Linked DNA regions of Muntiacus reevesi: region 2 is linked to region 1. A link is a contact called in public Hi-C data. All regions are on one chromosome and are shown on one strand. Each heading gives the region's core, a stretch centred on a gene start, on an enhancer-like site or on the middle of the called end of the contact. The rest is flanking DNA. Distances are from core to core; before and after follow the strand shown.

Region 1 (5,285 bases), core at 162-2,661:
GCAAAGAATGCTGCCTCAGACATCTTATTACAAAATGTGGTACCACCATTCATTAATGCAAGGGAATGCAGGCCACAGACCAAAAGTTGAGCTCAACAGTTTGTTTTCATAAAGAAAACTAACAAATTCTTCAAGGTAACAGTTGCAAAGTAAAAGTTTTTCAACATTTCAAATATTTAAGAAGTTTTAATTCCTCGTAATCAATGCTAAAAAGAATTTACACATTTGCTTATGCTGGTTATGTAGTGCAGAGGAAGGAAAACAGTATAAAACTTTCTGGGGTCAAACTGCTTTATCTACAAGGTTCAGTCATCATACTTCCAAATACTTGAGGCTGCTAATTCAGGTGCGGTGGAGGGTGTGTTGATGAAGTGAGCACTGGTATACCGACACCCTAGAGAAAAATCAAGCTTTCGATTTAAGTATGAAGCATGCGCAGGGAGCATTTAAAATTTTTCTCTAACATCTCGGTCAAAACAAACTGTACTACTCCTAGTGATATGAAAACCTGCAAACTACCTCCAGTTCTATGAGGCCGGCAGACGTTAGTCTAGAAGCCACTGGGCCTAGTCCAAAATTTGTAAACAACAGGCCACAAGAGGAGGAGTCTGGGAAAGACACGATGTCAAGTGAAAGTGAAGGAGAAGCCAGAAGTCACCTGAAGCACGGCAGAAAAGTCTAAGGTGTGCGTGGGTGGGTGTTGGGGGAATGGGGGCTTGTCAGTGGAAGAGTACTCAACGACAGACAGTACATAAGATGCTCCTTAAAACGCCAAGTTCATCCTGAGAGAGGTTTGAATTCTGAATCCAGGAGAGACAAGCCCATTTCATAGGTGGGTACAGTGAGGCAAGGCTTTCAAATAAGGTCCCAGGACTACAAAGCAGTACAGTCTAAACTGGTCTTTGAGCCCTTAGAAGGTCTAACTAAACCTGGCATCCCCCAGTCCCCAAGCACAGCGCTCAGCACTTGGCACACAGCAGGAAATATCTCTGAACAGATGTCCCAAGTCTTGAGAAACTTCACCTTCTTTGCAAGGAACTAAGCTTCGGGCCGAACAACACTTTGGCGGCAGAAGTGGGGAAAAGCAGGCCGAGCAGAACCTGGAAAGGCCAGAGATACTGGGTTCGAGTCGGAATGCTGGCCCTCCGCCCGCCCACTGTCACTCACCCGGATGCCCTTCACCACGGTGATGTTCTCATTCTCGTCCGCCTCGAAGGTGACCCGGCGAGTGCTGGCCGTCCCGCCCATGGCTTCTGCTTCTGACCCGGCAGAGACCTAGCACGGACGCACAGACACCACAGGTGCCACGGGCACACACGTGCGTGGATGGGGCCAGACTCCTGCCTTGCACAGCGGGAGCAAGGCCACGACCCCAAAAGGCAAGGAGAAGGCGCCGGTCCTGAGCTCCCGCCTCCTCCGGTCACGTGACACAACAACATTTGACTCCAATTGGTCAAAGATATGAATGGCCCGCCTCTCTAAGGCATGGGCTCTCGGATTGGTTAGCGCAGACCCGGATGCTATGACAACAGGTGGTATTTGACAAGGTTTCCGGAGTCCCTGGGTATAGTGGGAATTGTATTCTCGATCTGGTGCGATGGGTTCTGGGACTTTTCTCGCCTGCATATTTTGAGTTCCAGAGGAGTATGGCCTTCTGGGAGTTGTAGTCTTGGCTGCAGAAAAGGCGTGTAACTGGGGGAACTTTGAAAGCACGCTTTAAGGGTAGTATTCTATCCTTAAAGAGATCCTTAAAGTTTAGGCTACCAAGTTAAAAGATACAATCTCTTTCGGGAGGGAACTCACGGTTTAATGAGGGATCTGCACTCTCCTAATAGAGCCTTTCCTATTTTCCTATACACAATTATATGAGGCAAAATGTTCTTTATTTTAGTCTTAACCAGGCAAAACAAAACAAAACAAAGCACACCACCGCATTTGGCCTACGGCTTTATTTTGTAAACTAGTTATTTCTTTTTTATGAAAAGTAAACTTTTAAATATTATGGTTTCCAAATCTGCATACAAGAAAACAGAGAAAACTATTTGCATCAAGCTTGCAGAGAGTTCACTTTTGTCTCCCTCCACTTCAATTAGATCAGCTAGTTATACCATAATAGGATCAGGCAGAAAAAAAGTGATTGTCAAAGACAGTATTAATGTAAATTAGTGGAGTAATTAAAACTATATCTGACAAAGTTGAGGAGTTTTCCTTTGGAAAGTTTCTAGAAAAGTATTTCACCTCTACAGGACACATAAATAATGTTATGTTACCTAAATACATATTTAAATTTTATTTTTTGAAAATATTCTATGACATATATAAGTTTACCCATATGACCTTAGTCTTACAGAAGTGTATATCTTCTCTTTAGAAATTAGATTAGTGATTCAGGTAGTCTCTTTCAACATTAAAGGCAGCCAGTCACAACACAGCATGACATCCTCTTCTTTCAAGTTCAGTTCAGTTCAGTCACTCAGTCACATCAGACTCTTTGCAACCCCATGGACTGCAGCACACCAGACATCTCTGTCCATCATGAGCTCCTTGAGTTTACTCAAGGGAAGGGAAGTCGCTCAGTCCATCACTATCTCCCTGAGTTTACTCAAGGGAAGGGAAGTCACTCAGTCGTGTCCGACTCTTTGCGACCCCAGGGACTGTAGCCTACCAGGCTTCTCCATCCATGGGATTTTCCAGGCAAGAGTATGGGAGTGGGCTGCCATTGCCTTCTCCAGGGGATCTTCCTGACCCAGGGATTGAACCTCGGTCTCCTGCATTGTAGGCAGACTCAAACTCATGTCCATTGAGTTGGTAATGCCATCCAACCATCTCACTCTCTCTCGTCCCCTTCTCCTCCCACCTTCAATCTTTGCCAGCATCAGGGTCTTTTGCATCAGATGGCCAAAGTATTGGAGTTTCAACTTCAGCATCAGTCCTCCCAATAAATATTCAGGACTGATCTCCTTTAGGATTGCCTGGTTTGATCTCCTTGCAGTCCAAGAGTCTGCTCCAATACCACAGTTCAAAAGCATCAATTCTTCAGTGCTCAGCTTTCTTTATGGTCCAACTCCCACATCCATACATGACTACTGGAAAAATCAAAGCTTGTTTCAAAGGTACCTATAAAAATGCAATAATATTTTTGAGCTTCAATTATGTGCTGATTTATTACAATAAAGTCTTAGGGCAGAGATTGTGTCTTTTTCATCCCTGTATCCCTGGCCACCAGCAGAGTATTGAATTTATGACATGTTATCATTTTATTCAACAGCTCAGTTCAGTTCAGTCGCTCAGTCGTGTCCGACTCTTTGCGACCCCATGAATCGCAGCACTCCAGGCCTCCCTGTCCATCCCAAACTCCCGGAGTTTACTCAAACTCATGCCCATCGAGTCGGTGATGCCATCCAGCCATCTCATCCTCTGTCGTCCCCTTCTCCTCCTGCCCCCAATCCATCTCAGCATCAGGGTCTTTTCCAATGAGTCAACTCTTCGCATGACGTGGCCAAAGTATTGGAGTTTCAGTCTCAGCATTAGTCCTTCCAATGAGCACACAGGACTGATCTCCTTTAGGATGGACTGGTTGGATCTCCTTGCAATCCAAGGGACTCTCAAGAGTCTTCTCCAACACCATAGTTCAAAACCATCAATTTTTCGGTGCTCAGCTTTCTTCACTAATTACAAAGAAAGGGTTTCTTGGAGGTAGTAAAGAGACCAAGGAAAACTAGTTATCTTGAATATATATTTATCTCTTTAAAATGTTAAATGAGGGGAATTCTCTGGTGGTCCAGTGGTTAGAATGCAGCACTTTCACTGTCAGGGCCCAGGTTAGATCCCTGGTCAGAGAACTAAGATCCTGCAAGCCTCAGGGCAGGACCAAAAAGAAGAAAATAAATTTTTTAATAAGTAGTCTTATAATGCAATCTAAAAACACTTTAGATAAACAACACAGCATATTAAATTTTAGTGTATTTTGAAAGTCTTCATCACAAGGAAAAAGCCTTAGCTAGACTTCACTGTGCTGATCGTTTCACAATACAGACAAGTACTGAAGCATTGCATTATATCCCCAAAAATAATATAATGTTGTTTGTCAGTTATACCTCAATTTTAATTAATTAAAATACTAGAATTTATAATCAAATCCAATCAACATCACAAAGAAATCCTCTGAATTAAAAATATATATGCATTTTGAGGCTTCCCTGGTGGCTCAAACAGTAGAGTCTACCTGCAGTACAGGAGACCTGGGTTCAATCACTGCGTCGGGAAGGTTCCCTGGAGAAGGAAATGGCAACTCACTCCAGTATTCTTGCCTGGACAATCCCATGGACCGAGGAGCCTGTCAGGCTACAGGGGTCCCAAGAGTCAGACACTGAGCAACTTCGCTTTTCACTTTCTTTATATGCATCTTATCTTGGAACAATACCTACTGTAACAGTAGTATTCTGTCTGTATCAATTTCAAAGTCAGGCCATGCATACAGTCCCTTAAAGAAAATGTCTCCAGCTATGCAGAAGCTGTGGTCTGCCTTTCTCTCTGGCTATACCTTATTAGTGATCATCTGACCCAAAGGCAGCATTTATTAGCCAGAGAGTTATGAGCTACAATGGAAAACTTTGCCCAAGGAAAAATGATAGCTAATATTTGAGATAAGCAGATTCTCTGTATCTTTTTTTCCTTTTTCCCCTCTATTTAAACTTGAAAATTCAGAGCAAAGAGAAAGATAGCAAAGAAAGGTGTGATACTGAGTTAGAACCATGAAGCTAACTAAGATAGGTGGAAGCAGAAACTATAGGGAGAATAAAAGGCATCCTTACTGGAAAATAAGTACAACTGTATTTATAGATAATGATAAACAGAAAAATTTAAAAATCCACTAAAATCCATTGAAACATTTTTTAAAAGTTCAGCAAGTTTATAGGAAAGAGGGTCAACATACAAGAATCAATTATATTTCTAAACACCAGCAATTAACAGTCAAATTAAGAAAACAATTTCATTTATAATAGCATAAAAAACAAATCAAATGTTCATTAACTAATGACTGGGTAAATAAAATGTCATACACACAGACAATGGAATATTAGACAGCAACAAAAAAGAACAAGTAGGGGCATATGCTATGGTATGCAAGAGCCTCAAAGACATTATGCCAAGTGAAAGATAAACACAAAAGACCACATACTGTATGTGTGTTAGTCACTCAGTTGTGTCCAGCTCTTTGCAACCCCATGGACTGTAGCCCACCAAGCTCCTCTGTCTGTGGAATTCTCCAGGCAAGAATACTG
Region 2 (5,389 bases), core at 1,359-3,858, 150 kb after region 1:
CATGCTTGCCTGGAAATCCCATGGACAGAGGAGCCTGGTGCACTACAGTTCATGAGGTTGCAAAGAGTCGGAGACAACTGAGCATGCACACACCAAGATAATCTAACAAGCAGGTGAAGGGCTGGGAGTGAATCACAAGGAACCCTGCGTCTATAAAGCAGTTGTTCTCCATTCCCACCACCTCTCAACCCCTGCAAATCACCCATCTGCTTTCTGTTTGTATGAATTCTTCTAATCTAGGTATCTTTTTTTTTTAAATAAATGGAATCATACACTATGGAGCCTTTTGCGTCTGGCTTCTTTCACTTAGTATAATGTTTTCAAGTTTTATTAATGATGTAGCATGTATTAGTATTTCATTTCCATTTATGGTTGAATAATATTCCATTGGATACTGATATGTCACATTTTGTTATTACGGCACATTTTGTTGATACCTCAATCATATACCACATATCAAACCATAGGTTTTTCAAGATTCTTCTTGGCTATTTGAGGTTCCTTGCAATACATGTAAATCCCTTGTATTTAAATTTTTGGATCAGGTTTTCCAATGCTGCAAAAAGACTATTGGAATTCTCATAAGGATTGCACTGAATTTGTAGATAGCTTTAGGGAGAACTGACATATTAATGATATTAATTCTTCCAAGCCATGCTCACAGGATGTCTTTCCATTTATTTACATCTACTTTAATTTCTATCAGCAAAGTTTTGTAGTTTTCAGTGGTTAAGTCTTTCATCTCTTTGGTTAAATTTATTCTTAAATATTTTATCCTTTTTGATGTTATTGTAAATGGAATTGTTTCATTAATTTCCTTTTTTGATTGTTCATAGCTAGTGTCTAAAAATACTATTGATATTTTTGTTTTCATATTGCATCCTGCAACCTTGCTGAATTAATTTATTAGCTCTAATAGCTTTTAAAAAATTCTTTAGGATTTCCATATGTCAACCACCTTCTCTACACATAGAGATGGTTTTACTTCTTCCTTTCTAATTTGAATGCCTTTTATTTTTTACTTGCCTAATTGTTTTGGCTAGACTTTTCAGTACTTCACTGAACAGATGTGGCAAAGTGGGCATCTTTGTTTTGTACCTGATCACAGCTGAAAAGCATTCAGTTTTTGACCACTGAGTGTTAGCTGCGTGTTTTTAATAAGCAATCTTTATCATATTGAATAAATTCCCTTCTACTTCCAGTTTTCTGAGCATTTTATCATGAAAAGGTTGTTAAATTCTGTCTAAACCTTTTTCTGTATCAACTGAGGTGATCCTGTTTTTTTTTCTTCTTACTGCCTACATCGTTAGCCACTAGGCTCAATTACCCCTTTTCACATATGTGCATTCTTTACTTTTATAACCTGCTTTTTGCAAGTATATCATGAACATCTTTTCTTCATCAAAAACCACTAAAATTATGATTTCCAGTGGCTACATGTTATATTCTTGTGTGGATGTTCTATAATTTATTTAATACTTCTATGTTGTTTTAAGAATTAAAAAATTTTTTTTTCTGAATCTCTATTTCTCTAGAATCAGAACCCCTAGAACTGGAATTATTGAGCCAAAGGTAAGGAACACTTAAAAAAAAATATGTGTGTGTGTGTGTGTGTGTGTGTGTGTATCTGCAAGTTATTTTATAAAATCACTGTGAACCTCTGCCAACTGACACCTGCCTAATCAAAGTAGAGGAGGTGCTCTGTGCTTGCTATTTCACAGCTCCAGGACCTCTCTGTTTGCTTTCTATTCATCTCTGAAGTTCTTTCATCTCTACTGCTACTAAGCAGATCACTCACTACCTTCCCTCTTCAATTTATGCACTTTCCATTCTTATGGTAATCTTATTCTCTTCATTTCATCTACTGAATTTATGACTAAGCCAGTTGAGCCAGATGCAGGACATATGAAAACTTACCAGTAAAAATCTTAATAAAGCATATTTGTGCATTATTGCCAGTTATATTTTATTTAGCTTGAGAAGAAAAGGAATCTGCAAACTGGTCAGTTTTGCTTCTGGGTTTTTCTGTTTTCTTTATCAATATCCATTTGTGTGTTGCTCTTTGCATGTTTTTTAGAATTGTCCGGAAATAACAAAATAACTGAATTCACACATTAAACGAATGCGTAAGCATTTAGTTTTAGATAATACTACAGAAAAGAATTTCTGTATCTATCCATTTCCGCATTTTATTGGATTTAAAAAAAACTACTTGTGTTTAAAGTTAAAACTGTCATACAGGCATCAAACACAGACCCTACTGAAACACACACCCCATGTACGCACTTTGGCATCATCAGATAAATATGATTTAAAAACTAATAAAATTATAAAAACAATAAAGCTGGGGGGAAAACTCAAGATCAGAATAAGTACAAATAAAGATATAAGAAGATTTCACTAAATCGCAACTGTATTAGTTTTCCTGCGCGCCCTGGAACCGCGGAAGGAAACTACAATTCCCAGAGTGCTTAGAGCGCCCCTGAACCTTACTTCCTAGGTCCCGCCTCCTCTCTTCAGCGATTGGGTTATCCAGTTCCGTGACTTTGGATTTCCTTTCTCCCATTGGTGCACTCTCCAGAGAGGTCAATTACAGAGTTTACACTTGGTTCCTTCCAGCCCACCCGCTCTCCCCCCTCGCACCAAGATGGCGGCAGAAGGAGCTGGTGGGAAATACAGAAGCACAGTCAGCAAAAGCAAAGACCCCTCGGGGCTGCTCATCTCTGTGATCAGGTGAGGGAGGCAGGAGGCAGGGGCAGGGGACGGGGGCAGCGGCTCGATTTCCGCTTTGGAAGGGAGAAGGGTTAGCTGGGTTCCACCCTGCCGACCCCTCCCTTTCCTCCTTGCCTCCCCCCAGCCCCTCCCAAGGGCCCCCGCAGTTCTCACTTTTTCTCTGGGGTTGGGCCAGAGGGAGGAGCCTGGCCTCTCAGTGTTTTTCTGATTTACTGCCAGAGCTTTCCACTAGGGTCCCCGGGCCCTAAAAGCACGCTATTTGGGGTTTGGTAGAGAAAGCCAGGTGTGTTCACTTATTCATACATGTATTGATTGTCTTCAGCATCGCTCACCTTGTTCCCTGGACTTCTGGGTGTCAGGCCCTGACGTCCGCAGACCTCTGTCACAAATTGCAGATTTTGTTTTCACACGTTGAACACCTCCAACCACCTGTGAAAGGCTGAGCCTCAAATACGATAGCCTGTCGTGAGCTGGTCAGAAGAGTTGTGGATTTGAAGGCACACATCCATGCTGCCTTTTGTTCTGCCTTCGTATTCCTGTCTAGTCTTTAAAAAGCAAAACAAATTTCAAGTTATCCTCTATGCATATCATTTTCCCAGACTGTATATGGTGGAAGTAAGGAGTGGTCGACCTTCTAGGGGCCACTTTTTCTTAAAGTAAATTATAGTAAGAGTGGAGAATTCATTCAGAACCCGCTAAGGATGATTCAAGGGAGTGGCTAAAAGCAGGCTGAACAAAATGTATTATGACATGTTATGCTGTTAGCACGTGAATTTCAATCCATGTATTTTTCATAAAATGAAACATCTCCTTCCCCCTTTCCCCCACCTATGCCAAACTTTTGGTTGAGTTTTGGTGGGCTTCTGATGACCTTTTAAAAACCCAGGCTCAACAGTATCTGGTAGTTAGTAAGCATTTGAATGAATGAACAGATCTAACTTTTAGAACAGTCCACCTGCTCATGGACTGATAAAGACCCATCTCATGGGTATTTAGGCTTCTCTAGAAGTAAGATTGTGACATATGAAATCATTATTACTAAATTTTCTTTAGGATTAAGAGGATAATTCTTCTCTTTATGGACGTATGTGATATACTTGGTAGGTCATACAGAGGAAATGCAGTTTTCCTGTGGACCCAGTCTTGCCAAGACAAAACACAAGTAGTGTAAATGTTTATCGTGATACTAAAACTCCAAGTACAATATTTTTAGTTCCCCAGCTTCATTCCTGAGGAACTATAATACATGAATTTATTTGGATTCCTTTTTCAACTTGTTTATTTATTTATTTTTGCTTTTTAGTCAACATTCATTTAAACAATACAAGTTTAGTGCCAGTGTGTTGTACAGAGCCTGGCACTTACTATGTAGTTAGTAAATATTTGTTGAATGAATGAGTGAATGCCCCGAGTTTTGCAAAGATGAATCTGACATGATGGTACTCTTGAGAGTGTAGACTACTTGAGGGATAAAATATGTAAGTAACAACGTGACATAAGACTAGAAGAGACAGATGAAATGTGCTGGAAATCTAGGAGAAGGAGCAGTTATTTTCAACAAAAGTGGAGTGGGGATTAGGGAAGATAGCAGTATATACAAATGTACCTTCTCAGTTATGTATTTATGATTTTGTAGTCTTTGCTCATTTCTTGTATTTTGTATATCAGTTTTCTTAAAGGTCATTTAAGTTTACCCAAAATGTCTTATATTTGGAAAAACCCTTTATATTAAACTAAAGCTTTTTTTTTTTTTTTTTACTGATACTGATTGGAAACATTCGTTGCCTTTGGTTGACTGTGCCTATATGTTCTTCAGGAGCAATCTCCTGCTGGGTGTTATGGAATATGATTTGGTGGTTGCCCATGTGTCTCTTATTTCCATCTCTGTTACCTTCACATTACCACCATGATTTGGACCTGGACATTTTTTACTCTGACTTCTGTTGTATACTGTTAACTCATTTTTCTTCTCTGTCCTTGGCCACCTCAGACCACTTGAATAACATTTTTACTTTTTTATAATCTGTTACCAGCATGCTATATTGGAGTGTCCAGACCTAGCATCCTGGGCAAGGTTAGTAAGGATTGGGGTTCATGGTTACATAGGACCTTGTTTTAGACTGGATGTTACTGGTGTCAGAGTATTTCAACATTTCTCTGAGTCACAGGAAAATTTTGATGTTGGAGTGAAAATTTGGGTGTTGCTAATTCCTTGTTTCCTCCCTGATGTGCTCTGAAACAGCCAGTGGTTTCCATTTCATAAATAATAGCAGCAAATGAGAGGAAAATGGTCGTTTTACTTTGGTATTTGGGGTGGGGGAGTTTCGGGGGGGGGGGCGTACTTGAGGAAAGAATGCAAAGAGGAAAGTAGTTACTAAGAGTAGCTCTTAAAAGTTCTTATCACAAGGAAAAATCTGTGCTGATGGATGCTAACTTACTGGCTTAATCATTCTGCAATATACGTATATCTCAAATCATTACATGTGTACCTTAAATAATTACAATGTTGTATGTCAAATATATCGCAATAAAATGGAAATAAAAAGAATGGAGGATTCCTATCTCTTGTTAGTAGATTGTTCTGTGACTCTGAAGTTGCTGCTTTGTCTATCTGTTCAATTTGTATTCTTCCTGTTACTCTTCTTGCAACATTGTA

The links. A called contact is a pair of places that touch in the nucleus more often than the background predicts.
Region 2: a contact with region 1 is called in a Hi-C map of muscle, with 5 times the contacts expected there. The contact joins the promoter of EXOC4 here to the promoter of CHCHD3 in region 1. A contact is called at or near these places in 2 of 3 Hi-C or Micro-C datasets (blood and muscle).

What each region holds. Positions count from the first base shown.
Region 1 is chr6:91,821,482-91,826,766 of mMunRee1.1, forward strand. CHCHD3 (coiled-coil-helix-coiled-coil-helix domain containing 3) reads right to left here and starts at 1,412. Exons shown (of 8, transcript XM_065939307.1): 1 at 1,168-1,412. The coding sequence starts at 1,248.
Region 2 is chr6:91,968,939-91,974,327 of mMunRee1.1, forward strand. It overlaps EXOC4 (exocyst complex component 4), which reads left to right and starts at 2,609. Exons shown (of 18, transcript XM_065939452.1): 1 at 2,609-2,733. The coding sequence starts at 2,648.